2 separate regions of the Gossypium hirsutum genome follow, and region 2 is linked to region 1. The links are chromatin contacts, called in public Hi-C maps. All regions are on one chromosome and are shown on one strand. The core of a region is the stretch at or near the end of the contact, and the rest is flanking DNA. Distances in the headings are between cores, read along the strand shown.

Region 1 (2,700 bases), core at 158-2,657:
GGTTCTGGCCATTTTTTAGGATCCCTTTGGATCTTGTGAAGGTTTATAATTAACCGAGTGCCTTTGGGGATGTCATAGCCTCCAATGGAACAACTTTCACTGAGCTCACGGGGCGCTGAAAGGGGTGCAGGTGGATACATTCTTAATGTCTCTTTAACTATGGCTTGGATGTACACCAATTTTCCAATGTCTGTTTCATTCACAAACCTATCCCTGCCAATATGGGTGTCTAGTTCTTCTTGAGCCTTTTTGAGTACATGAGGTTTGTTTAACATTAGGGAAAGACCCCATATTAAAGTAACTGTTGTGGTGTCACTGCCTGCTAAAATCATATTCTGCAATGTGCAATTCATAGTTTTTAGAACTTTAGAACTGATTAATGGAGAAATAAAATTTGAAAAAAAAAAGAAAAGAGGAGAAAGATTATACCAGGGAAGTGGCTTTGTTGATGGTGTCAGCATCATAACCTGCAAGACTTGCACCTTTAAGAACAGAGTTCATTACATCCATGAAATCCTTCTCCTTTTTATTTTCATCCCAATGTCCACCCTTTCTGTGGTCATCTAGCCATCCCCCGGAAATTTCATCCAACGCTTTAGCAGTTTTCTTCATCTTCTTCTCATAGCCGCCAAAATCCAGCCATCGGAGGAAAGGGACTGCATCTCCCAGCACAAACATCCCTGTCAAGTGAAAGAAATCTCGTAAAGCCGTACGATATCTCAACACCTCTTTCTGGTCTTCCTCCGCACCAACGCTGTACCTCTTCCCAGCAACCGTCCTCATAATAACGTTCAAAGTCAAGTCCGAAAAGTGTTTCTTCATCTCAACCAACACCTTACCAGAGCCATTTTTTTTGTCTGCCCACGTATTATATAATAGTTTCATTGAGCCTTCTATCTCCGAGACAAAAACTTTCTTGAGTTGATCGATCCTGTGATTGGATAGCACCTCCAACATTGTTATTTTGCGCATTTCCCGCCAGAATTGTCCGTAAGGAGAGAAGCCAAACATGGCATAATTGTAACCCAAGTGTTCAGCGGCGGCAAATTCGGAACGGGAGGAAACATACATATCATTGACAGTGAAGATTTCCTTGGCTACATCACTCGAATTCACCACCAGGGCTGGATGAACACCGATCCGGATCATGTAAGCAGGTCCATATTTCTCACCCAAGTCTCCCAACGATTCATGAGGGGCCTTGGGTCCCCCTAATAGCGGGAGGTGACCGATTATTGGCCATGCACCGGCTGCTACCGGTGGAGCTTTGCCGCCGCTTCCTGAGCTAGACTTTTTGAGTTTGGTGTACAAAAACAGTAGCGTAATGCCTAAGACTAGTGCATAGCCAAAAATAGAGAGATCAAGAAGATCCATCACTACTTTGATTATAGGAAGTGAAGAAGTGGATAGGCATGAATTGCTTTTTGCACGTATAAATAGAGCTGGGAGGTTGCCTAGTCGGTCAAACTTGTCATTTTGGAAATTGAAGATTTTTTATTCTATTTTCATTAATTAAATAATATGTTTGAACTGCAGTCAAAAAAAGTACAACAATTTTATTTTTGCAATATTTCAATGTTGTTGAAGTGGGATAATTTATCAATAAAAGCCTTTTTTTTCAAAATTTATCAAAATGGGCTAACTATTTAATTATTTACCGGAATGGTCCATTTTTCGCGAAATCGCGTCCACGTCAGCGCGATGTCAGGGTATGCGCCAAGAAATCGCGTCCACGCAGCGCGACTTGTTGACGTGGAAGGAAATCGCGCCCTCGAGGACGCGATTTGCTGACGTGGCATGAACAGTTTATATTTTTTAGCTTGGAAAACTTTGAAAGGCCATGACTTTTGTCTCGGTTGTCCGATTGAAACGATTTTTTTTACTTCGAATAACTTTTCGAGATCTACGCGCTGGAAAATAGCCGAAGGCGGTTTGCTGCAATTTTCATCGAAAAAGATCCTTTTTTGCCCCTAAATTTTGATTTTTTCGGTTTAAAATCATTATTTTCCTTATTTATTTGAAGTAAACACCGGATCTTTTTTTACAGAATTGTTGTATTATTTTTTCTGATTTGACACTTGTATGGAATAGGTCCGATAAATCGTTAGAATATAAGTAATATAATTAAAGATAATAATAATATTTTTATAATATGTCAATTAATTAATTTAGCTTAGTTGGTTAAGATGCTTGTTTTTTTCCTTTAGTACCTTGGTTCAAATCTTGTTGGTAATAATTTTGAATCTTTTTTGTACTTGTCACATTTATTTTTTTAATCAATTAACTGGGCCCATTTTGGTAAATTTTTTAAAAAATAGGACTTTTTTTGGTATGTTACCCAGTTAATTGATTAAAAAATAAATGCAACAAGCACAAAAAAGATTCAAATAAATGCAACAATTCTGTAAAAAAAGATCCGGTGTTTACTTCAAATAAATAAGGAAAATAATAATTTGAATGTTTCAAAATTCAATTTTAAACCGAAAAAATTGAAATTTAGGGGCAAAAAAGATCTTTTTCAACGAAAATTGCAGCAAACCGCCTTCGGCTATTTGCCAGCGCATAGATATCGAAAAGTTATTCGAAATCAAAACAAAAATCGTCTCAATCGGACAACCGAGCCAAAAGTTATGGCCTTTCAAAGTTTTCCAAGCTAAAAAACATAAACTGTTCATGCCATGTCAGCAAATCGCGTCCTCG
Region 2 (2,700 bases), core at 187-2,686, 210 kb after region 1:
GAGCTTGAATTTTATCACTAAGTAATTTTAGAATATTTTTTCATATTAAAATTTAATATGTTTGCTTATATAGAATATCAATTATCTTTAAATATGTATTGTTTAATAATGTGATTGTTAATTGTTGAATGTTAATGTAGCATCTCTTTACTTGGATCCGGCGACCGGGCCGAGTCAGGGGTATTACATAATATAATTATTGTTTAATTATTAATTATTGTTTTTAATATATTACTATGATTTTATCTAAAATATTACTTTTTAAATTTTCAATAAAGTAATATTTTATTATGATTTTATTTAAAATTTATTATTTAAGTGTCAAATTAGTAATATAATGAATAAAAAATAATTTATTTCATCCGTGGTCAATGTCTTCTTTTAATGGGTTTACGGAACATAGAAGATTAATCATTAAACTCGCTCTAGTAGATACCTTAAGAAACAAATAATAAAAATTTATTTCAATTAAAAAATTCTCTTGTTCTATTTTATATATATATATATAGATTATAGATACAAATTATAAATGATAAAATGATATAGATTATAGATTAAAAAAGATTAGAAGTGTCTAGAAATTGCATTCGAAACGTAATTTCAACCATACTTCATTTTTTACTAAATACACAAAACAAAGCATTGAAACAACACATATGTGTGTGTATATCATTATATTTAATTGATTGATTAATCTAATATATATATATATTAATTTAGTAAAATATAACTAAAAGATTAATTCCTTTTAGAAATTGATAAATATTATTAGAAAAGTGTTTTTAATTTTTTTTATATTTTATATAAAATCAATAAAAAGTAATTTAAATCCATTATAAACTAGGGAAAAAAAAACTCATGTGATATTTGGATTTAAGGGATTATAGTCTTTCAAAACCTCATTTTTATCCACTTCTGAATTGTTTTTTTATTTCACTACCGCTGCATGGAATAGCCAAACAAAAATACTAAATAAAGGTTAAATACGCCACAAGTTTTTGTACTCTTTATAAATTTAGAATTTAGTCTCGGTACTTTTATTTTTAGGAATTTAGTACTTATATTTTTTATATTTCGGAATTTAGATCCAACTGTTAATGCGATTAAAATTATTTTGTTAAATTCAGGTTCATTTCAATGTAATTTTTTAGTTATACTGTTACCAAGTGAGTATTTCTTTTATTTCAAAATGTCACACTAACAAATTTAACAAAAAGGTACTTAATTTTGAAATCTGAAAAGTAGAGGGACTAAATTCCTAAAAATAAAATTACAGAAACTAAATTCTAAATTTGTGAAGAATACAGGGATCCATGGCATATTTTAACCTTAAATAAAATAGCCAAACAAAAATAAATATGAAAAAAGTATTAAATAAAATAGCCAAACAAAAAAAGGAAATAAAATACGTCGACAGCAGGGTTCGAACCTGCGGTAGCGTACCCAACAGTTTTCAAGTCTGTCTTCCTAGACGCTTTAAATCTCACAATAGAATTAAAACTGTTACCAGCTTCCTTCAAAAATAAAAACTGTAACCAGCTTAGTGGATTTTGAGGCAAGTAGTGCTTACAAATTATCAGGAGAAGGTTAAGCTACTGTAATTAATTTGATTTGGGTGTCTCATTTTGAACCTAATTGAGCTAAAAAAATAGGCCCATCCGACCTAACAACAAACTCCATGGCTCATTAGTAAAGCTTAACTGACCTGAGCTTCACTTTTCTGTTATTTTTCGGTTGCCTTCCCTACTTGCCGTCCCTGCTGCTGGGAAACCACTGCCGGAGTTTTCACTTCAAAGGTACCAGTTTTTCAATTTTCCCCTTTTTCTAAATAATCTACTTTTTTTTAGTCTAAGCACAATCCAATTTCTTTCAATTTATTTATTTTTTAGGAATTTTCTTTTCTTTATATATATATATATATATGAAATGTGAATTTTCTGCAATAGTTTTCTATTATTTTGATTTTGAGAACATTTATTTTTACGGTTTTTTTTCTTCTTCTGAACAATCAGAAACGAAGAAGGTTGAAGAAATAAAAATGGAGGCGAATCGGACGAACACGGTAGAAGAGGAAGCAAATTGTTCAATCCCAAAGGGTGGCCCCATTTATATTTCCAATCTCATTAGTCCTCTCACCAGCGTGCCTGAGTTTCAAAACTCAGTTCTTCGACAACTCCAGGTTGTATATTCTTTTATTATCACAATATCCCTTTTAATATCATACCTTTCTCAGTACTCTGCAATGGTTTTTTTTTTTGTCTTTGATATTCTGTTTTTGCCATGATTTCTTGTGTTATTTATAGGAATTAGAGGCTGAATTGGATTCACCTCAACTTGCTGAGTCTGAGGATATTTGGTTAGTATCACCCCATCTTCATTTCTACTTTTTTGTTTAGTCTCTTTCAAAACAATGTATTCTCATTGCATATCTCCTATTTTAAAGTTATTCGGACTCGGGTTCGAGTGTCAGGCACATAAGTGTATATTCAAGTTTTTGTCATGTATTTGAAGGGTTCTTGGAGGTTGATATCCCATACCAATACCTAGATATGTGTTGGACACAAGTACCTTAAGAAAAATGAAGAGTCAGTAGCACAGGCATAACGTATGATTTGGATTCATTTTTACTATTAATTCTACGGTTTACAGTGTTGACGACCTTAAAATTCTCAAGGAGGAAGAGTTAGTAGAAATGGCTCT

Evidence for each region. A called contact is a pair of places that touch in the nucleus more often than the background predicts.
Region 2: a Hi-C map of leaf shows a contact between it and region 1, with 1.7 times the contacts expected there. The contact joins the promoter of LOC107903963 here to the promoter of LOC107903956 in region 1. A contact is called at or near these places in 2 of 34 Hi-C or Micro-C datasets (callus and leaf).

Annotation. Positions count from the first base shown.
Region 1 is chrD05:37,798,313-37,801,012 of Gossypium_hirsutum_v2.1, forward strand. LOC107903956 (cytochrome P450 CYP82D47-like) reads right to left here and starts at 1,408. Exons shown (of 2, transcript NM_001326928.1): 1 at 430-1,408; 2 at 1-335. The coding sequence starts at 1,374.
Region 2 is chrD05:38,012,225-38,014,924 of Gossypium_hirsutum_v2.1, forward strand. LOC107903963 (snRNA-activating protein complex subunit) reads left to right here and starts at 1,437. Exons shown (of 12, transcript XM_016830199.2): 1 at 1,437-1,796; 2 at 2,013-2,179; 3 at 2,304-2,356; 4 at 2,650-2,700. The coding sequence starts at 2,039.